Linked DNA regions of Mus musculus: all the other regions are linked to region 1. Evidence: chromatin contacts called from public HiChIP or PLAC-seq and promoter capture Hi-C data. All regions are on one chromosome and are shown on one strand. The core of a region is the stretch at or near the end of the contact, and the rest is flanking DNA. Distances in the headings are between cores, read along the strand shown. Region 1 holds the start of Psmb8 (proteasome (prosome, macropain) subunit, beta type 8 (large multifunctional peptidase 7)). Region 2 holds the start of Abhd16a (abhydrolase domain containing 16A). Region 3 holds the start of Vars (valyl-tRNA synthetase). Region 4 holds the start of 1110038B12Rik (RIKEN cDNA 1110038B12 gene). Region 5 holds the start of Nelfe (negative elongation factor complex member E, Rdbp).

Region 1 (5,105 bases), core at 1,716-4,215:
CTCTTGGTCCCATTAGCTTTTCTCCCGGACACGGGAACCAGTGAGCAGGGCTACTGTCCTAACAATCTGTATGGGCTAAGCTTGCTTTGTGTCGTAGACGTTCTATCCCACCCTTTGTACTAATTTGTCCATCAGAGTCTTTTGCTGTGCTTATTCTGTAGATGACAAAATAGAGGCTAGGAGAGGTTGATTAACCTTCTAAAAGTCACACAGCTTTTGAGCAGTGGAGCCTGGGTCCAGACACAAATCATCCAAACACTCGTGCTCTTTGTTACTCTTACTCTTTTTTTTTTTAAATTAAGATTAATTTATTTTATGTGTATGAGTGTTTAGCCTGAATGTATGTATGTGCCCAGTGTCTCTGAAAGTCAGAAGAAGGTGTGGATCCCCTGGAACTGGCGTTATGGATGGTTGTGAACCACTATGTGGGTACTGGAAGTCAAGCCCTGGTCTGCTGGAAGAGCAGCCAGTGCTCTTAACTGCTGAGCTGACTCTCCAGCCCCTGCATTACATTTCTTTAGATTGACTATAAAAAATTCTCATTTTAGGGGCTGAGGGGTGGCTCAGCAGTTAATAGCATTAGTTTTAAGAGCATTAGCTGCTCTTCCAGAGGACCTGGGTTCAATTCTCAGCACCCACATGGCAGCTCACAACCATCTGCAGCTCCAGCTCCAGGGTTTCTGACACCTGCACACAAGCAAAACGTCAATGAACATAAAATAAAAACAAATTACAAAATGTTTTCTCAGCTTATTAGTGGGTTATTAAAAATTTGTATGACATAGGAAAGGTGACATGTGGGGTGGGTGGGGGGGGGAAGAGGAGGGAAACGGGAGGTGGTATGGTTATATTTCATTATATTCATATATGAAATTCTCAAAGCATAAATTAATATATGTTTTTTGGAACGTAAAAAAATTTCCACATATTAAGGCTGGACGAGGAGACCCTAGTCTTACTTCACTTAGTATGCCATCTCCCAAGACAGTTGGTGTCCTTGGGAGGCCTGCTTTTTTCTGAAGGGCAATCGAGGAGAGGTAGGGGGTTGAGTAGGAGGGACTGGGAGGAGAGGAGGGGGGAACAGCAGTCGGGATGTAATATATGGGAGAAGAATAATTTCCTTTTCAAATTTCCCAGCTTATGGGTAGAGATGAGAGACTGTTCAGTCCCCTCCCCCATCATGCTTCCGCTCTCTCTCTCTCTGTACCCCCCTCTTGTGAGGACATCTTAACAAGTCATAGGTTTGGAGGGGTGCTGCAGACCAGGGATATCGACAATGTGTCCCAGCCCTGGAAGCACAGGGGTCCCCTGAACTGTAATGTCTGTGTGTTTCTCCAGGTCCAGCGGCTCCTGTATGAGAGCCCCAAGCGGGCTTCTCGGACGGTTCTTCTTATCACCCAGCAGCTCAGCCTGGCAGAGCAGGCCCACCACATCCTCTTTCTCAGAGAAGGCTCTGTCGGCGAGCAGGGCACCCACCTGCAGCTCATGAAGAGAGGAGGGTGCTACCGGGCCATGGTAGAGGCTCTTGCGGCTCCTGCAGACTGACAAGGCCTCTGGACTGCACACTGCGTGCTGTCCCCCTCCTGTCCTCTACTCTGTGTGACAGAGAACCTGGGAGCAAAGATATTACCACACCCACGGAGACAGTTGAGGAGCGGAGGTGCTTGTTACATGAGAAAATGTAAACTCTAGGAGATACCCGGAATTTACCACGAATGTGTTTCCCCGACCCGCTCCCTATTAGACGGGGTTTCAGGTACCTCACACCAACACTGAGCTGCTAAATCTCCGGTCTCCACCCTCCCGGTGCTGAGCTTGTATCACAGCATGCACACACAAACCTGGTTTATGTGGCGTTGTGATAGAATGAGAAGAAACGCCCAAAGTGTACAGAGAGAAAGGACAAGCAGCTTGCAATTAACCAAAGGCATAGGCTGGCATTTGGGTGTTCTATGGGTGTTTGATATTTGTAATAAAACTGGTGTTTTGTACTGTGGCTTCTCCCGTTTCTTAGCTCCCGCAAAGTCCTAGCTGAGTTAGTCAGCCCCCCCCCCCCCCCCAGGACAGTGTCCCGTTCTTCTTCAGAATTCTGTTTTACTTCTGGGTCCATCAGCTTTTATTTCCTGGGGCTCTCATTTCTCTTTACTGCTCACCCACGGACTCCTAGTGCTGAGCTGGACCGGGCGGCAGCCCCTCCCTCTCCGCACCCCAAGGCAGCAGCAACTGCATCTTGGAGTCCTTCTCTTCCTCGCTGAGGCTGGAGGAAGCGCGGTAGCGCCGCGGGTGGGGACCCCAGAAAATCAGACTGGATAACCTCGCCCGCCCGTTCAGATTCTTTCATCTTCTCCTCAGCGGCACACGCCGGGATAATCTCAATGAAATGGATAGGATTAGCCAGTAAATCTCTTCCATTCAGGGAGGGCCCGGTGTGTGACGTCAGCAGTTCCTGGGCAGATAATGTCCATAAAGGTTGCAAAGAAGAGGTGGGGTTGAGGATTCAAGGAAGGAGCGCGCAGCCCTGACTTGCGCGACGTGAGCAGCCCCGGGCAAGGGCGCGTCCTCGTGGGTGGCTCAGGGTAGTGAGACTGTTGAACCAAGAGGGGCCCTAGGAGGGACACATGAAAAGGCCCGACTGAGTCCTCTCCTTGGTTCGTCTTTCTCCGTTTTTTCCTGGTTGTCCCAGGACCTAAAGACCCCTGTGCATCCATTTATCGCATTTTCCAGTTTCTATAAAATGATGCTCATTTATTTGAGTGCTGCCCCCATCCCCAGGACGCACGCCTAGGTGGATCTGCTCAATACTCCTCTCAGGTTCCAACGTTCTAGACAACCTCTTTAGGAGATAGGACCCTATTCAGTCCTCCGCTGTTCCCAGAAGATGCCCCCCCCCGTCCCCCGCCTGTGGGTCTTCACGCACCCCACTGCTAGGCGGCCTCCGAAGGCGCACCTCTTCTTCCACCCCACAGCCCATTCTCTAGCTGGTTTCACTGATGTGGCAGCAGGAAAACTCGTCCCCAACACATTGTTTTAGTTCAGACACCCATTAACTGGGCTCTACTCGGAAAGGGCAGGGGATGGGGGTGGGGGACTGGTTCCCTCCCCTTGGTACTGTGGCTTTCGCTTTCACTTCCTTGTCGCAGAGTCGACGGATCTTCGGGGCCAAGTGGTCATGGCGTTACTGGATCTGTGCGGTGCCGCTCGGGGGCAGCGGCCCGAGTGGGCTGCCCTGGATGCGGGAAGCGGGGGTCGCTCGGACCCGGGACACTACAGTTTCTCCGCGCAAGCTCCGGAGCTCGCACTTCCCCGGGGAATGCAGGTGAGGACTGTAGGGCGTTCTGGAGAGATGCAGGAGGTGGGTGGTGGTGGGTGGCACAGAGGAAGGAGTGTCTGCCTGGGTCTGAGGAGGTGAGGACGCCAGGAGGGGCCGTCCAGGAGAGCAGCATCGAGGCTAGCCCTGAAGAACCAACGTGGAGATTAAGGCATGGGAAGGCGGGAGAAAGGGGTGGGGGAGGGACAGAAGGAGAGAGAGTCACGCACGGAGTTGAGACAGCGAGACTGAGAAGATGGTTGGTGCCAATCCCAAGACACAGTGCACAGACCACCATGCCTTCCACAGACTCACTGCTAACTACTACAGGGGCTGTACAGTTGTCTTGGAAGACCTATGAACTTTGGTGGCCTTACTTGGTCTCAGCAACCCACCCTGTGTGTCCTACGACACATTAGATGGCCTAGGTCTCAAGCCCCTCTACTGTAAAATGAGAGCAAGTTATTAAAATGTGCTTTCGAGAACCAAAGGAGCCACGGATTAGGAAACACCTTGAAGTCGCCTACCATGACCTTTGTTCCCACGTGCTGGAAAGCAGAAAGCTGGTGGGCTTAAATCCTGCTTTTCTTTCTTCGGAGCTACTGACATCTAGAGTCTGCAGACCCCTCCTCACTCTGCCACCCTGCCAGGAGCCTCCTAGCACTGAGGTGCCCCTCTGCCTCTTGCATCTCTTAGCCCACCGCATTCCTGAGGTCCTTTGGTGGTGACCAGGAAAGGAATGTTCAAATTGAGATGGCCCACGGCACAACCACACTCGCCTTCAAGTTCCAGCATGGCGTCATCGTGGCTGTGGACTCCAGGGCCACTGCAGGGAGTTACATTAGTGAGTATGTGTGCTCCATGTGTGCTCCAATGGTCCGACTCGTGGAGCTGTTCCCTCAGTAGAGCAGAAGGCCTGGGCCGAAGTTCAGACAGAGCTGGCATTATAGCACACTGAGGGTGGGGGTGGGATGGGGGGTGAGGGGTGGGTGGGGAGCTGTGGGCTCATTTCTTTGATCTCAAAACTCTTCCAGGCTCCTTAAGGATGAACAAAGTGATCGAGATTAACCCTTACCTGCTTGGCACCATGTCTGGTTGTGCAGCCGACTGCCAGTACTGGGAGAGGCTGTTGGCCAAGGAGTGCAGGTAGGCCGGTTTTATCATCTCATTTGTTCAGCCCCTCCCCCGTCCCCACCATGTCCCAGGTCACTTACACCCCCATCGGGTGATCCATTTTAGCAACCATAAGGGATATATATATATATATATATATATATATATATATATATATATATATATATCTCCTTCATGTGATTAAAAATCTCCCAAATCCTAGCCTGGGTCCCTGCTTATAAACCAGATAATCTGGCAGTCACTTAACCTGCAGGGTGGTATCATTTACTAGGCTTTTAAAATGCGGATCAGAGATTTTAAATTCCCAAACTCTCCTTTACTCTTATGTCCCGTCCCACAAGTCCATACCTTCCAAACACTCATCTCTACAATCCCTGCTCCCTCGTGCTATGGGAGAAAATGAATGCAGGTGTAGCTGCCGCCCCTGAGGCCTCCTTCTCTCTCCTCCTCCTCCTCGATCGATCGTACAGGTTGTATTATCTTCGGAATGGGGAACGCATCTCCGTGTCTGCAGCATCCAAGCTGCTTTCCAACATGATGCTGCAGTACCGGGGGATGGGCCTCTCCATGGGCAGCATGATCTGTGGCTGGGACAAGAAGGTGGGTGGCCTATGTCTGTGAGCCCCCCCCCCCCCCGAGGTGTCTTACCCATTGAACCCTCCCC
Region 2 (5,105 bases), core at 876-3,375, 890 kb after region 1:
GCCCTCGAGAGGCACAGGCAGGCGGACCTCTATGAGTTTGAGGCCAGCCTGGTGGCACCCCTGGGCACATCTATGTATAGTGAGTTCCAGGACAGCCGGGGCTACAAAGTGAGATTCCATCTTGGAAAACAAACAAACAAAAACCAAGAGTCCTAATAAAGTGTCTAAGTTCGGGTTAATATTGCTTTGATGAAACACCATGACCAAAGCAACTTGGGGAGGAAATAGTTTATTGGGCTTACACTTTCATATCATGGATCACCAGTAAACACAAGATGGGAGCTCACACAGATCAGGAACCTGGAGGCAGAAGCTGCTACAGAGGCCATGGAAGGGTGCTGCTTAATGGCTTGCCCCTTTTCATTGTAGGTCTGCATTAAGAGTGACCACTGACGGGCTGGAGAGATGGCTCAGCGGTTAAGAGCACTGACTGCTCTTCCGAAGGTCCTGAGTTCAAATCCCAGCAACCACATGGTGGCTCACAACCATCCGTAATGAGATCTGGCGCCCTCCTCTGGTGTGTCTGAAGACAGCTACAGTGTACTTACATGTAATAAATAAATAAATAATTAATTAAAAAAAAAAGAGTGACCACTGACAAGCACATGACAGAATCAATACGAGGCTGCCTTAAAATCTCCTCTGCCAATGGCATTAATCCAAAACTCTCAGACATGCAGGCTGTGTACATATATGGATACACACACAAATGTAACTTTACAAAAGGGGAAGGGATTCGGTGTGGTAGTGATGCATGCCTTTACTCCTAGCACTTTAAGATTTATTTCTACATATATAAGTACTCCATCTGCTTGTATATCTGCATGCCAGAAGAGGGGATCAGATCGTAAGCCACCATGTGGTTGCTGAGAATTGTATGTAGGACATCTCGAAAAGCAGCCAGAGCCCTTTACCACCAATCCTAGCACTTTGAACAAGGTTTCTCTATATAGCCCTGAGTGGCCTGGAACTCACTACATACGTAGACTAGGGTGGCCTGGAACTCAAGAGGCCAATCTGTCAACACACCCATCTCTCTCTGTCTCTCAAGTGCTGGGATTAAAAGCATGTGGCACTACATCGGGCAGATTACTTCTTTCAAAAACTTAAAAAAAAAAAAAAAAGATTCTTGGGTTAGAGAGATGGCTCAGTGGTTAAGAGCACTGACTGCTCTTCCAGAGATCCTAAGTTCAAGTCCCAGCAGCAACCACATGGTGGCTCACAACCATCTGTAATGAGATCAGACGCCCTCTTCTGGTGTGTCTGAAAACAGCTACAGTGTATTCATATACATAAAATAAAAAAAAATTTAAATAGAATTCTTCAGAAGAATCCTGCTATTTCTTCTAATGGATACATCCCTAGATCTGTGTGTGTGTGTGTGTGTGTGTGTGTGTGTGTAACCCAGGGCTTTCAGCATGTTAAGCAAAGTTTTCTATACTTGAGCTACAAATCCAGACACTAGCCTCTTTTCTTGAAGTTCTTGTCAAATGCTCCTACTCTCACCCAGTGATCGTTCCAGAACATGCTGACATTAAGGGATAGGGTTTAAAAAAAAAAAAAAAGTGAAGCCAGGCGTGGTAGTGCACGCCTTTAATCCCAGCACTGGGGAGGCAGAGGCAGGTAGATTTCTGAGTTCGAGGCCAGCCTGGTCTACAGAGTGAGTTCCAGGACAGCCAGGGCTACACAGAGAAACCCTGTCTCGAAAAACCAAAAAAAAAATGTGGGGGCTGGAGAAATGCTCAGCGGTTAAGAGCATTGACTGCGCTTCCGAAGATCATGAGTTCAAATCCCAGCAACCACATGGTGGTTCACAACCATCTGTAATGAGATCTGATGCCCTCTTCTGGTGTGTCTCTAGACAGTAACAGTGTACTCACATAATAAATAAAGAAATCTTTAAAAAAAAAAAAGTAACCACCTGGGGCATTCATTTTCTTAAGTTTCTCTATTCAGAACAGCTCTAACTAACTGTAGACCGTCGCCCACTGCGCTGAACACTCCTCTCGTGGCGAGAACGTCAGGCTGGACCCTGCCACGGGGCGAGCGGATACGTGCTGACGTCACGCACGCACACAGGCACGCACGCAGCGCCCAGGAGACTACGGGCGGGGCCGGCGGGGACCTGAGGCCGAGGGACAGCGGCCCGAGCCGGGGCTATGGCGAAGCTCCTGAGCTGCGTCCTCGGCCCCCGGCTCTACAAGATCTACCGGGAGAGGGACACGGACCGGGCCGCGTCCAGCGTCCCCGAGACTCCCACTGCCGTCCCCGCCGCCTCGTCCAGCTCCTGGGTGAGTCGGGTTCCCCCCGGCGGAGAGCATGGTATGGTCCAGACCGCGCTGCGCTGCGCTCGCCCGGCGCGCCCACTGTGGGAAACGGGGGAGCCCGCTTGTCAAGTGGCGGTCGCGCACGCAGTCCGCCTGCGGGCGCTTCCCGGCCCCCTCCCAGTCACGCAGGGCCCAGCCGCCGCCTCTCTTTACGGCTTTGGAGGAACTCTTCCTCACACCCACCACCACGCTTGCTTTTTTTTTTCCCCCTCCGCGTCCCCCGAATGGCTGGTCCCAGTTGAGTTTGGAGTCCCCTGCGCGCACTGGCTTTTGCCCACCTACTCCCAATTTCTCCCAGGATCTGTTGACTTTCTCTTTAACCTGACTTTTCAGTTTCAAAAATGACTTCATGTCATGTATTTACTTGTGCGCCTTGTGCCCCCAAACCTAGCCTGAAAACCAGGGTCTTGCATTCAGGGTGGTAGTTTGCTCTCCAAAATGTTTTTGTTTTTATTGGTTGCAAATTATGTTTAGGAGGCTTTCCGAAGTGCCCACACTTAGCGACATTTTTCCCGGAATCGACTTACATCAAATGCTATTCCTTCCCTCTTAGAATTGTCATGGAGTCTCTCATTTTCAATTTTACTCCTCTCCCCATAGTGACACAATCATATCTGTATGGAGTTTCAGGGGAAAAAAAGGACCGGTTTTCCAAATGCTGCTTTCACTTTTGCTTCCAAGCCTAGCACCCCGTGATTGCTTTCAGGGTGAGGGGTGAAATGTCAGGGGGGGGGAGTTGAAGCTTCAGCAGAAACAGGAGTATCCCAGGAGAAATGGCCACAGAGGCTAGAACCAGGTGACACAGGTTAGGGCTTCTGGAAGGGAGGAAGGGCCTGTCAGCTGGCAAGGTCCTTAACAGGCCATCTGTTTTGGCAGGATACGTATTATCAGCCTCGGGCCCTGGAGAAACATGCAGACAGCATCCTGGCACTGGTAAGTCAGTCCCAGCATCTGCCAGTCAAACCCAGCCCTGGAGAAGGCAACACCCCAGGAGGTGAGGGGTGCTCTGGGCCCTGTACAGCAGAGCTTGCACAGAGGACCAGCGTATCCCAAGTGCCTACCGTTGGCATTCTCCCTTAGGAAGTCCCCTTTGTGTACCATAAGCTTTTTCCAGAGCAGTTTGAGCCCTAAGGATAACAAATTTACCTTTGGGATCGGCTGCAGGTCTCTGAGTCTTGCAGTCCCTAGTGACCTATCCTCCCTGGCAACTAACTTCTGTGGCTGCAGAGACAGCTGTTCTCCCTGGCAGAGTTCCTATGGTGATGTTCTCACATCTCTTGGGGACAAAACCTGGGACTCTCTTGAGTGGGGCCAACTGGGAAGGCTTGATTAACTTGAGTAGACAGAGAGGCTGGTGTTTTCAACGCCATGAATCTGTGTCAGTCTCCGTTACTGTACTCTGACACACTATGAGGCAACAAATATTTGGGTCCCTACTGTGTGCACGGTGTCAGAGCCAGGCCCGGAGAGGGCAGAACAGCGTGTGTGTGCACAGGCGTATTGATCGCCTGTCTGTGTCTCTGCTGCAGGCTTCAGTCTTCTGGTCCATCTCTTATTACTCCTCTCCCTTCGCCTTCTTCTACTTATACAGGAAAGGTCAGTGTGGTTCCAAAGGTGGTGGTGGGGCGTGTGTGGGTGGGGACAAACCGGGCAGGTCATTGGCCAGTGAATCTACTCCCCGAAGAGAAAGGGGGTGATCCTGTGAGAACGGCATATTTGACTTCCCTCTTCTACCAGGAGTCTTGCCCTATAAGCTGGTGGTTCTCAACCTTCCCAGTGCTGCGACCCTTTAACACAGTTCCACATGTCGTGGTGACACCCCCCCCCCCCCCGCAAAACCATAACATCATGTCGTTGCTACTGGATAACTGTGATTTTGCTACTGTTATGGTTCATGATATAAATATTTTTTGGAGATACAGGTTTGCCAAAGGGTTCCCAATGCACAGGTTGAGAATTGCTGGTCTGATAGAATGGCTAACCCAAAGACAGAGTGTGGGTAGAGGTTGTGGGCAAGCTGGGAGAACCACTCAGAGGTCCTGTGAGAGCGTCTCATAACTGTCCCTCTTCCCTCCCAGGTTACTTGAGTTTGTCCAAAGTGGTGCCATTTTCTCACTATGCCGGGACATTGCTGCTGCTACTTGCAGGGGTGGCCTGCCTCCGAGGTAGGTAGAGAGGAGCCTGGTTTGTATCTGTGACTGGATAAGCGTTAAGCACTTTTTGCAGACGTAGTTTGGGGCTGGGCCCTGTAGGGAGTAACTGAGGACAGTCCAAGGTGTAGCTCTTCCTCAAGTGTCTTACATCCTACATTGCATGTGTTCATCAGCAGTGTACAGGAACAAGAAGAATACAGCACACACCGCCTGAGTCTCAGCTGGAGACAGCAGCAGACTTTAACATGCACAGAGACCTCACACAGTGTAACCACACTGTGGGCCCTGCACCGGAGTACAGATCAGAGGTGCACTGTTAGTGGAAGACATTCGAGCAATGTGTCCTCTATCCCAGCGCTTGGGTAAGAGGGAGGTAGAAAGTCTCACGTTCCAGGCCAACCTGGGCCACATAGTGGGACTCTGTCTCAATCAGTGAATAAGTGTGTAAGTGAAGGTCAAAACAGAGGGGTGTGTGCGTGTGCGTGTGCGTGTGCGTGTGTGTGTGTGTGTGGTGTGCGCGTGTGTGTGTGGTGTGTGTGTGTGGTGTGTGTGTGGTGTGTGTGTGTGGTGTGTGTGTGTGTGTGTGTGTGTGTGTGTGTGTGTGTGTGGTGTGTGGTGTGTGTGT
Region 3 (5,105 bases), core at 1,387-3,886, 800 kb after region 1:
GTGGATGCAAGATGTCAGCCCAGTAGTGCATGCCCACCATGTATTGATGGGGGGTATAATGTAAGCATCCCTGTCTGGGGCTTCCTGGATGCTATTACATAAATGTCTATGGGTGTGGGGTATTGTCCCAAAGCAGAGTCCTTTTCCCTGAATTAGCTCTAAGGTTAGTCTCCCTTTACCTGGATACTGCCAACGACAGTCCTTGTTGTCAGTAGAGGTGGTATAATTTCCAGGAACGGCTATTCCTTCATAATAGGGTGGCTGGGCATCCAAGCAGAGCCAACATTTACTTGTAAGCTCTGGTTTAGAATTATTCAATACCAGGTAAGTGGCCTTAAGCAAGTCCCATGGCCCAGACCTGGGTCTAAGTTCCTGAGAAATGGGGACTGTGATTTGTGATTGAGTCACCGTGAGTCCAACAGGGGGCAGGGCTGGATTGGGGCCTAAAGGCATGCCCTGTCGGGCAGAGAGTTGGATCGTAAACATTACTCCATAGTCATATCCAGACACATACAGTCTTAGTCCCCATGTCTTTCCCTTTTCCCATCCTACGCTTTCTTTTCCCTTGGGGGTGAACTGAACTGTAATGGGGTTACAGTTGGAGGAACATGGCCCACCAAGATCATTTGCATCCAGCTTGGGCTGCAATCCATACCCCCATCCTTGGGATTCCGATCCAGGGCTCCTTTGGACCTTGATGAGGTCATCTTTTATCGGTGGCGTCCAGGAGATGGACCCAGTCGACTCACAACCCCAATATGCACAGAAGTATGACTCTGGTCCTCCACAGGTAGCCGTCTGCTGTGGAGACCTCCCCTCTCCAGGGCAGACATAGAAGGGGGTTCTCCGAAGTTCACTGTGTTGAGCTGGATGTTGACACCCCCATACAAGGCCCAGGGGATCCCAGGTCCCATCCGCTAGTGCACACAAATCAAAAACAAGATCAGGAAACCAAGTTCCAATGGGGGCGAGGTGGGAGGTCGAGTTAATTACAGTCCCCGTAGCAGTGTTAGTTATAACCCAAGTAAGGTTATGGGGTTCATGGGGCATAGGACTAGTTTGGACCACACCTATAGAAATCAGCAGAGTCAAGATCTGCAGTGTCTTAGCTTTAGGGAATCTTATGGTTGTCATTGGAGTCTTGATCCCGTCTGGGGCACTTGGCAGCATCTCCCGTCTAGTGATCGAGACTTCATCACCTGGTTGGAAACAATGGTGGTTAGGTGTTGCATAGATCTGCCATGTTTGGCCCAATCCATTTCTGTACCTTGTAAAGGACCTGTAAGCACTCTTGTCTACAGCTGGCATGAAGTTTTTCTGCCTGATTTCTCTCTCCGTGTACTTTTGAATAATACAAAGACAACTTTACACAGTACACAAGAGATTATCCCAACAGGCCTTTCTCCCCCAACCCCCCTTTCTTTTCTTCTTCTTTTTTTCTTGGTTTTTCGAGACAGGGTTTCTCTGTGTAGCTCTGGCTGTCCTCGAACTCAAGAAATCCGCCTGCCTCTGCCTCACACTCATAAGTGCTGGGATTAAAGGCATGCGCCACCACTGCCAGGCTAGCAGTGGCCTCTCAAAAGCACTGCGAACTTATGTTTTCCCTCTAGGTTTGAGCTTTAGTAGACCAGCTGGAGTGCTTCTGCCTTTGGGTCCCCTGCCCTTCCTTCACGTGACTCCATGTCAGGCAGTGAGCGCTCAGCACCTAGAGCCCCTTTCCTGTTTTACCTGGGTTAGATCCGAGGATCTTCCGCGAACTGGCGGTGCACTCCGTTACCAAAAGCCTGACATGGCCTTGAGCACACCCCATCAGTACGCTTTCTAAAAGCATAAGATAAATACAAGCAAGAGACGCGGAACGCACGGTGCATTTACCAACGCCAGGGAATTACCAACCTTTCATTCCCTACAGCAACAGCTCCCAGCAGCCAGGCACTGCTTGTGAAAGACCCCCAAGCTGGGTAGTCAATCACTCTGAGGAGACCCTCCCAAGGATCAGCGAGGCCACGATTCGGATGCAACAGCAAAAGGCTTTATTGGGAACACGGGTACCCGGGCGACTCAGTCTATCGGATGACTGGCGCGCCGAGTGTGGAGTACTTACCCTTCTTATAGGGCTAGGGCTGGGGGGCAAAAAGCGCGGGTACAGAAGCGAGAAGCGAGCTGATTGGTTAGTTTAAATAAGGCTTGGGGTATTTCCCGGTCATTTGGGGAACCTGAAACTGAGGTGGGACTTTCCAGAAACTGTTGCTGGTTTCGCTTTATCTGAGTACCATCTGTTCTTGGCCCTGAGCCGGGGCCCAGGTGCTTGACCACAGATATCCTGTTTGGCCCCTGTCCCGGTATTATTCAGCCTTATTCTTTAACTAAACTTCCTTGTAACTTTTGAGAACTCAGCTCTGGTACTTTATCATGCCTTGCAAAATGGCGTTACTGCAGCTAACTTGCTAAGCCTTATGGTGGGGTCTTTCACTTGGAGCAGCCCGAGATTCTGCAGCTCGCCCTGCAAAAGGCGGAAACCTGGGACCAAGCACGCACTCCAGACACTAGGGCTTTCGTTTTCCCGCGCTCTAGACACGAAGACCCCGGGCTGCCCGCGGCGGCGCCTGACCCGAGGGCCACGGGCTGCCCGCGGCGGCGCCTGACCCAGACCCAGGCTCGTCCCGGCACGCGGGTTCCCGTCTCCGTGCTGCACGAGCCACTCTGGCCCCTGCTTGACCCGTCCGGCAGCGGTGGGCCGCGCACGGACCCTCGGGATCGCGCACGCACAGGCGGGGCCCGGCAGCCCTGCGAGGACCCGAGTCCGGAAACGTGCGCTGTCACAAAGGGGGGGACACGTGGGTGCCGCTGTCCCGGCCGCGTTCTCCCGCAGCGGGAGAGCTGCCTCCGCTGCCCGCCACCTCCACCCCGGCCGCCCTGTGGGGCCGCGGCCGTAGCCGGCCGAGTGTGATCGCCGCCTTCAGTACGTACACGCGGCGCGGCCTCCCCTCTCCAACCCGAGGGGGCGGGCGATCGGGGTCCCGCCTCCTCCTCTAGGCGCTGCTGGCGGCTGCTCGGCCAGGCCTAGGGTCCGGCCGGGCGCCTGCGTACCTTGCAGCACGTGCTCAGGTCCCCTCCTCAATCTGCCGGGTCTCTCCTCAGGTCACTGCACCGCGTTCGGACCCTGCACAGCCATGTCCATCCTCTACGTCTCTCCTCACCCCGACGCCTTCCCCAGCCTCCGAGCCCTCATCGCTGCCCGATACGGGGAAGCTGGTGACGGTCCCGGGTGGGGAGGCCCTCACCCCCGCATCTGCTTGCAGCCTCCCCCGAGCAGCCGGACTCCATTCCCTCCGCCTCGCCTGCCCGCCCTGGAGCAGGGACCTGGCGGCCTGTGGGTGTGGGGGGCCCCGGCTGTAGCTCAGCTGTTGTGGCCTGCAGGCCTGGGGGGACCCGGGGGCAGCCGGGCAGCTGTCCTGGTCCAGCAGTGGGTCAGTTATGCTGACACGGAGCTCATACCCGCTGCCTGCGGGGCGACCCTGCCTGCCCTGGGACTTCGAGGTCCTGGTCAGGATCCCCAGGTGAGAGGGAAGAAAAAGGGAGAAATTCTGACTACACAAACAGGATTGGGAAGAATCCCACGAAAAAAGTCGGTTGTCAGGCGGTCGCATCTCTGCCTGCCACCTGGTGTAGTAACTTTGGGAACACTTTTTCTCGAGCCTTGGTCTTCTATGTCTGAGAATGCAAGATGATGAAATCTCTTCCTTCCTCCGGGGGTGTGATACATGAGCGCCCGGGAGTGGAGCGTGGTTTTGCTGTTTTCACTACGTTTGGAGTGTGTGTGTGTGTGTGTGTGTGTGTGTGTGTGTGTCTTTAAATTAGGTCTCGCTCTAACTGAATGGCTCGGAACGAACGCACTGGTGTGCCAAGCATTCCCAAGTCTGTCTTTGGGTTTCTGTTGCCATGTTTAAAACAACATGACCAAAAGCGCCTTGGGAAAGAAAGGAATTGTTTCAGGTTACAGCTCTCCATCACTGAAGGAAGTCAGACCAGTGACTGGAAGCAGAAACAAAAAGAGGCCGTGCAGGACCGATACTTTCTGGCTCACTTTCCACAGCTTGTTCAGCCTGCTCTTTTATACCGTCCAGGGCTGCTTTGCCAGGGGTGGTATCCCCTACAATGGACTGGCCCTCCACATAATCATTAGTTAAGAAAACGTCCCCACACGCTTACCCACAGGCCAGTCTGGTGGGGACATTTTCCCAATTGAGTTTCCCACTTCGCACGGGCCACTGGCTTAGGTGAGGTTGACAAGGCCCTGGTTGGCAAGTGTGACAGGGATGCAGGATGTGAGCGGTTTTATGTTGAACTGTAGGGAAGACTGGGGAGAGATGACAGTTGCTGGGAGGAGTCAGAGGAGGCTTGAAGTTGAAGGAGAGGCAGGGAGAGGACAGATGACACACCAGATTGTTTCTGTGAGTCCTTCCAGGGTAGACCTGTGTCTGCCTTAACTGAAAGCTCTGCCCCTGCAGGGTAGGGAGTGCATGGTGGCTGCCTAGTGTCACTTCAGTGGGGGAATGAAGGAACAGTGCAGATGGTGACTGGCTTCTTCATATCTGGATGGACTAACAGAGAGCCTCATTCCTGCGGGGTAGTACTTCAGACCTGCGCTCATTTGTGGTTTTCCTGGGTGAAATCTATTGATGCCCAGACCTGGCAGTCTTGTTTCATATAATCCTTTAACTTTAGAGCCTGATATGTTTCCTTGGACTCATAAACTTAAGTGTTTAGTGATAACTTGTTGGATAAATCACACACACAAAATACTTGTGTGTATTCGATTTTTATTTTATGTGTATAAGTGTTTTGCTTGTGTGTGTGTGTGTGTGTGTGTGTGTACACTTGTGTGCCTAGTGGCCAAGGAATCTGGGGACATGTAACGAGGTGTTGTCATAACTTGGTTTACGGACTGTTGTGCACCACCATGTGGGCTCCTGGAACCAAACTCTCTAAGAGCAGCCAGTGTTACAAACGCTGATCTGTGTCATTCACCTCTCCAGTCCTATAATGTATATAATCCAGGGGCCTCCTGCATGCTATGCTAAGTACTCTTCCTTGAACTTTCA
Region 4 (5,105 bases), core at 1,275-3,774, 750 kb after region 1:
GGGAGCTTAGGGGAGGGGAGGCCGACTTGTTCCTAGCAGGTAGATCTGACCGATTCAGATGCTAATCTGCTAAAACTATGGTCAGCCTTACAGGTCTGTATAGAATTTTCATCTGTACTTCCAGAACAGATGCTGTTAAGGGACCAGGAACCAGACACATGAAATGACTAGCTCCTTCCTGGGCATTTGATGTAGGCAGTCAGGTGGTGACACCTGTGTGGTAAGGTTAAAACCTTATTCCCATATATCTTCTCACACCTCCCCACAAAGTGACACAGAAAAAGTCTATTTAAGTACTTTTAAAAGTATTTTATTGAGATCGTTCAGGAAACTATGCATTTCCAAGCCATTATATAGTCTGGGCAAGATAAGTTCTTATTTCATTTGTCTAATACTCATGTTCAAGGGAGGCCCTGGTTCAGTCTGGGCGCAGGGCTCGCAGATTACACCTTACAGCCTCTCATGTTCAGATAACTGGCAACAAAGCAATAAAAAGCCGTCCAACTTGTCAGTGCGTAGCAGCAAAGCCCTGAAAATTCAGAAGAACATTTTCAGCAGGGGAACAGCAAACACAAAGCTGATTTATGTGTTTCTAAAACCAGGATATTCCAACAAGGTCAGCTTTACAATCTGCACAGCGGGTTCATTGTGCTAACTTTACAGGCCCTAGTGACATCATACAAAGCCTTCAACAACCCCTCCACCCCGCCTTTACTGCTTTATTACCCTGAAAAGTGAGCTAACCACCCACCTTCATGTGGGCAGGACAAAGGGCTGGCTCTCATTAGATGATTAGCTCATTCAGGTCACATCTAGGTCACTTCCACCTTTGTCTGGATTCCAAGGTTAGCCCTCATCTAGGTGAGGGGATGGGGCCCCTGTGAAGTCCTCAGAGCTCACCCTGGAGAGTTAAGATGGGCACAATGAGAAACAGGAGAGCAGGGTATGTTCCTCACCAGAGCCAGTGTTGGCACACTGGGCTCAATCTCAAGAGGTTCCCCAAATGAGTCAGATTTATAGCTGACATCAAGGACAGCGTCAGAGACTCTAGTCTGTGAAATCATCACTCTCAATTGAGGGAGACCAGAACCTAGGGTACCACCCAGGGAATGTCAATCCGATAGACACAGGATGCGGTAGCCAGTGTGTGTAGTTAGGCTTCGGACTGTTGCAGAGCTATATAAAGCCAAAACTCCTGGGGACTGAAATTTAACTGCTAAAACCTTTAACGAAAAAAGGTGGCATGGGCCGGAGAGATGGCTCATAACCATGTGTAATGGGATCTGACGCCCTCTTCTGGTGTGTCTGAAGACAGCAATAGTGTACTCACAAACATCTAAATCTTAAAAAAAAAAAAAAAAAGGTGGTTGGAGCCAGGACTAAGGCCATCCTGAATTGAGAGCCCGTCTAAATACCCAAAAGCATAGTCTAAAACAGTGGCTCTCAACCTGTGTCACCAAGGAACCCTTACATAGGGGTCCCAGACAGGACAGCCTGTGTTATCACAATAGCAAACTTTAGTTATGAAGATACAAGGAAAATAAAACCGATGGTTAGGAACATCACAGCCCGAGGAACTGCATTAAAGGCCCTCAGGAAGGCTGAGACCCACTGCCGTGGACTAGCATACAGAACTTAAAGGCACAAGAAATAATCAAGGCAGCTCCTGGATCCACCATAGATTTAGAGTTAGGGAGATTAGTTAAGATCTAAAAACAAAAAGATGGCTGGGTGGTAGCTTGCTTGGAGACTGGCTAATGCAGGCAGGATATTAAGAACAAAACAAGGGCCAGTCGGTGGTGCTGTATGCATTTAATTCCAGAGAGTAGAGGCAGGCGGATCTGAGATCAGGGCTACATGGAGAAACCCTGTCTCGAATCCACCCCTTCCAAAAAGTCAAGCCAAGAGACAAGCATGCCAGTGAAACCTAAGACTAACCTTTCTTCAGGTGTAGGCAGCTGGCGTGTGTCCTCAAATCCCTACCAGAAAGCAAGACACAGAGGTAAATTACTCAGAACTCTAGGCCACTCAAAACCCACGCCACTGCCGATTTTGGACCCGGGGACGGTCAGCGCGCTGCGGTGATGGCGTCAGCGAGACACTCAGAATCACCAGAAATCATCATTACTGTCCTCTCCCCGAAACCAGCCCCTCCTCACACCGCCTACCTCTCGCCAGCATGCGCTTACCATTGTGCTACTGGGTACGGCTGGCGTGGGCCAGGAACCTGGAAGAGATCATTGAATGAGCACAGGTCGTAGAGACCCCGGCCTGCAGCCCCCACCCCGGCCTGGGTCAGTTACAAGGAGTGGCGTCACGTGGACATCAGAAACTCTAGTCTGTAAATGTGGGTCATCATACCCGGCCCCACACCGCAGAGCCCTCCCCACAGGACCCCAGGATACCTGCGGCACGAGGCGGACCCATGCCTTGCTCTCCGGAGTCCTCAGACCCTGCCCAGACCGGTGGAGAACAAAGAAGGGTGAAAACACGGCAAACCGTGTGGGCGGGTGCACAAAGAGACCCGTGTGCCGCCCGCCTCGGCCATTTATACCCACGCCTGGCCCGGGGGTCCTGACGGACATAGTCGTCTTCTCATATGCCTGACTTGATCGCGCTGACAAATGCGAAGGGAACAAAGAGGAATCATGTTTCTTACTGTCCTAAGTAGAGAATCATGTATATGACGACAATTTGATAAACTACCAATCCAAAGGAAAGAAAAAAAAAAAAGAAAGAAAGAAACAGGCAGCCTAATCGGCCAAGATTGGGTAAAGACCCTGGAGCTCCTACAGGATAGGTCAGCTCTTTGGTCTCCTTTAGGCTTATGGCTTTGCGGATTCTGTACTCATGTTTGGATCCAGTCTACCCAGGAGGACTCATATTGCCTACACCTAGCAGAAAAATCTGAATTTGCACCTCAGCTTCTGCTCTCCGTTAAAAAGAAAAAAAAAAGAAAAAAAAAAGATTACTGAGTGCTCTGCTGCATGTACACGTGCGTGCCAGAAGAGGGCATCAGATTCCCTTATACATGGTCACGAGCATTTGGTTGCTGGGAATTGAACTCAGGACTTCAGGAAAAGCAACCAGTGCTCTTAACTGGTGAGCCATCTCACCAGCCCCAACATTTTTATTTAAAGGGGGATAAAAGCCACACACACACAAACACACATCTGGCTCATAGTCTAAGATGGGTTCCAACCATGCCTACAATTACAGGCGTGACACACTACTATGTTGAGAGAGAGAGAGAGAGAGAGAGAGAGAGAGGGGGGGGGGGTCGGTTTCAAGACCGGGTTTCTCTGTGTAACCCTGACTGTCCTGGAACTTGCTCTGTAGACTAGGCTGGCCTCGAACTCACAGATATCTACTTGCCTCTGCCCTGAGTGCTGGGATTAAAGGCATACAACACCACTGGCCAGCTTTTAAGAAATATTTTTAGATTGATTGTATTTGTGTCTATGTGTGTTAGAGGAAGTTGTAAGCCACCTGGTGATAGGTGCTGGGAACTGAAGCCAGGTCCTTAGAAAGATCAGTAAGTGCTCCTGACCACTGAGCCACTGCTCCAGCCCCTTTGTCTTTTTTTTTTTTTTTGAGACAGCAATTCTGTACCATGACGGTCAACATTCCTACTTCCTTTTCCTAAATGCTGAAATTACATGTGCAAGGCACTATACGCTTCTCTATCTTCATTTTAAAATACATTTTAGCCAGAAGCAGTGGTGCACAACTTTAATCCTAGCACTTGAGAGGCAGGGGCAGGTAGATCTCTTTGAGTTCAAGGCCAGCCTGGGCTACGCAGTGATGAGATAGTGCCTCAGAACATAACTAAAATTTAAAATCTAAGAATCCTATAGTAGCCGGGCAGTGGTGGCACATGCCTTTAATCCCAGTACTTGGGAGGCAGAGGCAGGCAGATTTCTGAGTTCAAGGCCAGCCTGGTCTACAGAGTTAGTTCCAGGACAGCCAGGGCTACACAGAGAAACCCTGTCTCAAAAAACAAAACAAAACAAAAAACAAACAAAAACAAAAACAAATAAAAGAATCCTATAGTAATTATGTGTTCGATAAGTCTCTCAGTTCCTAGGCCCAAGTTCCACCTGGGAGGGTTATAGGAAGAGACTCTTCAGTTCCAAACTGAGTGCACGTTAGCCAGAAATGACCTCTAACAGTGTAAAATGGCTTACGAATTAACTGCTTCTCTAATGAGCATAATTGCCTTGGCCTCTATTAAACTATTACTGAAGACTTCTTTTTTTTTTTTTTAAACGCAGATGTAGTACAATATAATAGTAACTGGTTGAAAGTAGTACATGCTAACAGACAATATGATACACAAACAGGGTGGCAGTAGACAGGAAAGGGCAGAGGCCACGGCCTACACCAAGAGCCTTTCAATAGACTGCTGAATGGACTGGATCTGCTGCTTTAGTTGAGAGCCTTCTTTGATGGTAACAGAACAGGCGATGACTGGCCTGGAGATGCCACACGCCCCGTCCTAAAGCCTGCTTGGAGCGCACAAATACATAGGGGACATTCTTGTCTTCTCACAGCAGAGGGAGGTGCAGGATGATCCCCAAGGGCTCAGCGTCTGCTGCCATCACAGTGAACTCAGAGATGCCTCTGTTGGGGGTTTTGGTGGCTTCATTGGCTCCTTTCCGAAGCTGCTTGTAGTTACATGACTGTTGAACAAGGCCCAGCAGCTTCTTGGTGAGGTGGGCATCTGCGAGGGGATAGGCCTTCGGAGTCACATCAGTCTCTGTCATGGCTGCGGTGTGCCGGCCTCGCCGCGACTCGACGACAGCCCACCTCAAGAGGGACTGAAAAACTACTGAAGACATCTTTACCCTAGGGTGGCCTTAAAGTTTCTGTTTGGACATGTTAGAATTGCATGCAGTTTACACCTTGCCCAGCAAATCGATTGATTCTCCATGGAGCTGGAGATTGAATTGAGTGCCTCATGCATATACTAGGCAAGCAGTCTCCCCTGACCTACCCTCCCCAGCTCTCAAAGGCTGGCATTGCCCCACTAAAACCCTGGAAGAGCCAGGGGTCAAAAGGTTTCTGAGGAAAGCAGCTCTGTGCCCTAGGTTCTGCCTGCTTAA
Region 5 (5,105 bases), core at 1,767-4,266, 650 kb after region 1:
CAGGGCGCCCCTACAAACCCTTCTCCAACTCACCTTTGGGGGCAAAATCCACCCCTTTCTTGAAGCCAGGTGGGACAGTGAGAAGATCTGAAGGATGAGAACAGAGAGGCAGCATCAGCCATTGCACTGGCATCGGCCACTGCCCAGCTGTTCTGTAAACTATACATCATAGGACACAGACATTCACAGTACTCTGTGCATGTTCATGGCAGCTGTGGCCAATTTCTTAAGAGCTACTAGAGAGGACACCTTTTCGCTTGTGGGCAAGGAGGCTTGTTTCCCTGACTTGTAAAAGTACAGGAAGCCTAGCAGCAACCTGCTGGGCTCTCCCCAGACACAGTAAGCCAGGCAGCGACCTGAGGGCCACTTCACCTTTCTCAAAGTCTATCTCCTCCTCAGCTTCCTCCCGAGTATGCAGATCAGTTATGCTGGGCTCATCCATCCCACCTGGGGAAATATGAAAATTCGGTATGAGCAGGGGCCCATCCCCTAGACATTCTCCCTTATACCACCATCAAAGATGACTTACCTGGCCAGAAAGGGTACTGTGTTGGATTGCCCCATAGCGACTGGGAGGCTGGCCCTGGAGGCCGGCGAAGGGACAAGGAGGTTGTAGCTGACAGATTTGTGTTCTCCAGCAGGACCTGAGACAAGAGGTTGGATAACCAGTGAGACCAAGCCTGCTTCTGACCCTTCCTCCCAATTCCATTTCTTGGGGCCTCTGACCTCTCACCTCCTTATAGCCCAGTATATGGCCTGTGGTTGGGTGTCTCTGGGCCTGAAGGTCAGATGGGACTGGAGTCTCCACGGCAGCCAGGAGTGACCAGGGATCCGTCTTCCTCTGCCATTTTCTGGAGAGAAGGAAAGGAATTTTGGAGTCGGCTTTCTCCCTATCCCAGCTTCCTTCCATTGGTCCATCTCTCCAATCTGGGAGGCTGCAGACTTCTCACCGAGCTGAGTGCTCTACACCGTGTAGAGGAAGCCAGGCTGGAGACGACAGAAACAGCTGCTCTGCTTCCTGGCACAGATCTGGGGCGCATGGAGGGAGGCCATGGGGGAGCTGGGACAAGGGCGAGATAGGAAGTATTAAGTTGGGGGCTGGAGAGGTGGCTCAGCAGTTGAGAGCACTGACTGCTCTTCCAGAGGTCCTGAGTTCAATTCCCAGCAACCACATGGTGGCTCACAACCATCTGTAATGAGATCCGATGCCCTCTTCTGGTGTGTCTGAAGACAGCTACAGTTTACTCGTATATAAAATAAATAAATAAATTGAAGAAAAAAAAAAAGAAGAAACCTTAAGTTGGTTAATAAAGGATAGCGTGTAGACAAAAGAGGCGATGGAACTTGTGTTCAGATCCAATGGTAGATGTCCCAGGATACCAACTAAGGTAAATCACTGATTTCAGACACACAGAGGCCAGACACAGCAATCTGCATTCTTATTTTGAGAGAGGCTCTCATGAAACCCATGTTTGCATCCAACTTGATGTGTGTGTGTGTGTGTGTACACATATCCCTCCCCCTCTCAAGTGAGGGGGTGACAAGCATGAGCTACCAACACCTGACTATCATGCAGAGCCAGGGATCAAAACCAGGGCTTTGTGTATGCTGAGCAAGCGCTATACCAAGTGAGCTATGTGCTCAACTGAGAATTCGCATTTTAGAATTCTTATTATTTGTAGTAGTATGTGTTAGTATGTATAGGTCTGTGTGTAATGGGTGGACATGGGTACACGCATGCACACATGGCAGTCAGAAGACCACATTGTGGAGCTGGCTCTCTCGCTGCCTTTACGTGTGTCTCATCAGACTTGCATGGGCAAGCGCTTTAATAGGCTAAGCCAGTGATTCTCAACCTTCTCAAATGCTGCCACCTTTTAATGCACCGGTTCTCCTGTTGTGCTGACCACAACCGAAAAATAATTGTGTTGCTACTTATTAACTGTAATTCTGTTACTGTTATGAATCTTAATGTAAATGTCTGGTGTGCAGGATATCTGATATGTGATGTGACCCCTGTCAAAGGGTCATTCCACCCTCAAATGGGTAGTGAATCAAAGGTGGAGAATCTCTGGGCTAATAAGTCATTCTGCCAGTCTTAAATTTTCTGCTTCTTTTCTTTCTGTTTTGGGGATGAGATCTCACTACATAGCCCTGGCTGGCCTAGAACTTGGTATGTAGATCAAACTGGCCTCCAATTCAAGAGATCTGCCTGCCTCCACCTCCCAAGTGCTGGGAATAAGGGTGTGAGCCACGCCAGGCTTCAGTTTAAAAGAGCCAAGTGCTCTGAGCTATGCAGAGAGAAGGAACCTCCTAGGAGGAAAGATACAGGTGAAGGGGCAGCTCTGAGAGCTCGCGTCTCCAGCACTCCCCGCTCCGACCTACTGGAGTTCCAGTAGAGTGGGATCTGTCCAGCATGAGCCGGAGGCCAAGATGACAGTGTCAAGCTACATCCTCCTGTGAGCAGGGTGGAATTTCTTTTAGGCTCATAGGTCAAAGGTGAGGGTCAAAAGTCACTCACAGTGCTCTCTGGAGGCCCTGGCACGTTCAGCAGCTCCCAACGGCCAGTGCACCCCACTTCCAGAGCTCGAAGGGGTAAGTTCAGGGGATCTAGGGGAGGCAGAACTACAAGGGAAAGGTCACAGGTTAAAAGCCACAAGTCATTCCTGTCTACTAACTAGTCCTTTCCGCGGACCCCCCTCCCTCCCCTCCCCTCCTCTCCTCTCCTCTCCCGTCCACTCTCCTCCCCTCCCCCTCACCGAGTCGCTCCGTCTCCATCATCCTGGAGCCGCGGCAGCTCCCGAGCAGCCCGGAAACTCAGAGTAACCACGGAGCCGGCCCCGCCCCGAGAAGGGCGGAAGTTGAAATTACTTCCGACACGCCCCCTCCTCCACCACTCCCCGCCGGGAGCGTGGGCGAGAGCGGCGCCGAAGCCTGACTCGGAGCCGGGCAAGGCCGGGCGGAAGTCACTGCGACTCGCCGCCTTGGTTACCGCGTGTCCCGCCCCTTTACGTCATCGCCGCGAGCCAGCGCGCAGTAGCCCGCGCGGCGGCGCCGGAGACCGCGGGCCCGGGCGCCGCCCCCTCAGGTGAGGGCTTCGTCTCACATCTTTCGCGCCTTCCCCGCGCGGCCCCTGGTTCTTCTTCCTCCTCCTCTGGTTGCCCAGATAGCGCTACGCGGGCCCGGCCGCCTTCTCTGCCCATCGGACCCCGAGGTTGGCTGACCTAACCCCATTGGGCATGGGGGTCGGGAGCCATCGCCTTGGCGTCGCAGGGAGTGCTTTCCCTTCTCCGGGCTGAGGTACCCCAAGGCTCTAGTGTCTGGACCTTGGACATAGGCGGGAATGCCGGTTGATTACCATAAACAGGAGGCTGGACAAGCAGCCTCGGAGGAACGAGGGGTTAGGGAAAGGCCAGAGGCTGGAGTAGGCGGGCCTGGAGGTTGGGGTGCATACAGGATGGACGCAAGTTGGACGACGTGTGAATTTTGAATGGTGACAGTAGAGAATGATGTCTTGGGTTCTGCCCTTGAACCAGGAGCCAACATGTTGGTGATACCTCCGGGGCTGAGTGAAGAGGAAGAGGCACTGCAGAAGAAGTTCAACAAACTCAAGAAGAAGGTAGGAGTTAGTTAAGCGTGGTGGCCCGGCTTCTCCAGACTCTGGGGACACCTGGGCTGACTGTAAGGCCATGGGAGTCCTCCTGCCTCCTACCGGAAGGGGACCTCTCAGTGGAGCTTTGGCAGCATCGTCCAGTCTTATTTGAACCCTCCCTCTTCTCTGGTCATCCCCAATGGAATTATCATCGTCCCTGTGGCTTCAGTACCACCCAGAGCCTTGTGAACCATCAAATGCCCAAGTAAATGTGCTCCTCCTGTCTGCTCTACCTCCCTCCCTTCGCTTTTAGATAACCAACTGCATTTAATAGGCCTTAAAATCTCTCATCTCTGACACACCACTCCACCTCAGACAGGGTCTCACACTTAGCCCAGGCTGGATTGAAAATATGTGGCTTTGGGTAGCCTGGAATGGCTCTGCCTCACCTCTGGCTTCTGTACTATTTACACAGCAAAACATTTGTCAAGTCTGTCGATGGTTTCTAAGTTCCTCTTCCACTTTGTCCCCTACCACTACCCCTGGCAAGGATCTCAGTATGTGGCCGGGTTGGGTGGGTTGTTTTGTTTTGTTTTGTTTTGTTTTTTCAACTCCTGGGCTCCTGGTATCTTCCTCCCTAAGCTTCTCTCAGGAAGTGGAACTCTAGGTGCACAACACCGTCCTCAGCACTCTCCTTACTAGTGAAACCTCTGAGTAATTTCTCATTGACAGGGTCTGGCTTTGCTGTTTTGAAGGCACACCTGATCCATTGAAAACACTTCCGAGGTTTCACATCATGTATAGAATTGAAATATCAGCTCACCATACCTGTCAAAAGAGAGAATTATTTTCTCTTAAAACCTGCCTTCCAAAACCTCCTCTGCATTTTTGCAACCCCAATTTCTTTGTCTAAAGTATCTTTTCTGTCTGTGTTGGGTAATTCTGTGAGGTCTCAGTTTACTAGCTGCTTATGCATCAGAAAGTGTTGCTTATACTCAGCCCTGAGTGATTAGTGCCCTTGATTATTCTTGGCTGTCAGTCTAGCCATTGTTTCCTGGGTTCTGAATTCCTTAAGGGTGGGAACTATGTGTTTTGATTCTGCATGGCCTCATTAAATGTGCAGAAGATGGGAGATGGGTGGATAAAATCCCCAAGGATTCAGGTCTTATTTGCAGCTTATATGGTAGGGCTTAGGTGTTTTTGGTTTTCAGTTTCCAAAATGTGAGACTGGAAGGCCTTGGACACCATAGTTTGGTTAGGTTAAGTACTGTGGGCTTCGTGAGGATGTGGAAGCAGGATGAGCCACTCCAGGACCAGGATGCCACACACACTGGCCCTGGAACCAGACCCTGGTTGACAGACCTCTCTCCTTTCCAGAAAAAGGCATTGCTGGCTCTGAAGAAGCAGAGCAGCAGCGGCCCAGCGAGCCAGGGCGGTGTCAAACGCTGTAAGTGACAGAGACAGAGAGTCCAGGGGGCAGCAGCAGAGGGCTTCCCTCCACAGCCAGCATAAT

Evidence for each region. Promoter capture Hi-C pulls out the DNA fragments that hold promoters and counts their contacts. HiChIP or PLAC-seq counts read pairs in DNA pulled down with a chosen protein or histone mark.
Region 2: a promoter capture Hi-C map of liver shows a contact between it and region 1, with 2.6 times the contacts expected there. The contact joins the promoter of Abhd16a here to the promoter of Psmb8 in region 1. A contact is called at or near these places in 2 of 39 promoter capture datasets (liver and pre-B cells) and 1 of 9 other capture datasets (liver).
Region 3: a contact with region 1 is called in a promoter capture Hi-C map of liver, with 3 times the contacts expected there. The contact joins the promoter of Vars here to the promoter of Psmb8 in region 1. A contact is called at or near these places in 2 of 39 promoter capture datasets (liver and second pharyngeal arch cranial neural crest), 1 of 115 datasets of contacts at active chromatin or transcription factors (bone marrow-derived macrophages) and 1 of 9 other capture datasets (adipose tissue).
Region 4: an H3K27ac HiChIP or PLAC-seq map of microglia shows a contact between it and region 1, with 6 times the contacts expected there. The contact joins the promoter of 1110038B12Rik here to the promoter of Psmb8 in region 1. A contact is called at or near these places in 4 of 115 datasets of contacts at active chromatin or transcription factors (bone marrow-derived macrophages, memory CD8 T cells and microglia) and 1 of 9 other capture datasets (macrophages).
Region 5: a contact with region 1 is called in an H3K4me3 HiChIP or PLAC-seq map of bone marrow-derived macrophages, with 4 times the contacts expected there. The contact joins the promoter of Nelfe here to the promoter of Psmb8 in region 1. A contact is called at or near these places in 7 of 39 promoter capture datasets (embryonic stem cells, hippocampal neurons, liver and 2 more), 2 of 115 datasets of contacts at active chromatin or transcription factors (bone marrow-derived macrophages and large pre-B cells) and 2 of 9 other capture datasets (macrophages and pancreatic islet).

Annotation. Positions count from the first base shown.
Region 1 is chr17:34,195,230-34,200,334 of GRCm38.p6, forward strand. Psmb8 (proteasome (prosome, macropain) subunit, beta type 8 (large multifunctional peptidase 7)) reads left to right here and starts at 2,966. Exons shown (of 6, transcript NM_010724.2): 1 at 2,966-3,316; 2 at 4,004-4,151; 3 at 4,342-4,453; 4 at 4,912-5,041. The coding sequence starts at 3,170. Tap1 (transporter 1, ATP-binding cassette, sub-family B (MDR/TAP)) reads left to right here. Exons shown (of 11, transcript NM_013683.2): 11 at 1,339-1,996. The coding sequence ends at 1,545.
Region 2 is chr17:35,087,166-35,092,270 of GRCm38.p6, forward strand. Abhd16a (abhydrolase domain containing 16A) reads left to right here and starts at 2,126. Exons shown (of 20, transcript NM_178592.3): 1 at 2,126-2,291; 2 at 3,204-3,260; 3 at 3,857-3,923; 4 at 4,406-4,492. The coding sequence starts at 2,160.
Region 3 is chr17:34,998,271-35,003,375 of GRCm38.p6, forward strand. It overlaps Vars (valyl-tRNA synthetase), which reads left to right and starts at 2,637. Exons shown (of 30, transcript NM_011690.3): 1 at 2,637-2,962; 2 at 3,142-3,560. The coding sequence starts at 3,174. It overlaps D17H6S56E-5 (DNA segment, Chr 17, human D6S56E 5), which reads right to left and starts at 2,476. Exons shown (of 2, transcript NM_033075.3): 1 at 1,897-2,476; 2 at 1-1,199. The coding sequence starts at 1,903.
Region 4 is chr17:34,949,947-34,955,051 of GRCm38.p6, forward strand. 1110038B12Rik (RIKEN cDNA 1110038B12 gene) reads right to left here and starts at 2,525. Exons shown (of 4, transcript NR_015536.1): 1 at 2,406-2,525; 2 at 2,190-2,227; 3 at 1,939-1,979; 4 at 289-529. LOC115488834 (a small nucleolar RNA gene) reads right to left here and starts at 2,129; the gene lies at 2,067-2,129. Snord52 (small nucleolar RNA, C/D box 52) reads right to left here and starts at 1,062; the gene lies at 1,004-1,062. It also overlaps the pseudogene Gm8696.
Region 5 is chr17:34,847,375-34,852,479 of GRCm38.p6, forward strand. Nelfe (negative elongation factor complex member E, Rdbp) reads left to right here and starts at 3,017. Exons shown (of 11, transcript NM_001045863.1): 1 at 3,017-3,214; 2 at 3,537-3,619; 3 at 4,970-5,039. The coding sequence starts at 3,545. It overlaps Skiv2l (superkiller viralicidic activity 2-like (S. cerevisiae)), which reads right to left and starts at 2,830. Exons shown (of 28, transcript NM_021337.2): 1 at 2,760-2,830; 2 at 2,522-2,625; 3 at 951-1,060; 4 at 734-851; 5 at 530-644; 6 at 373-447; 7 at 34-87. The coding sequence starts at 2,781.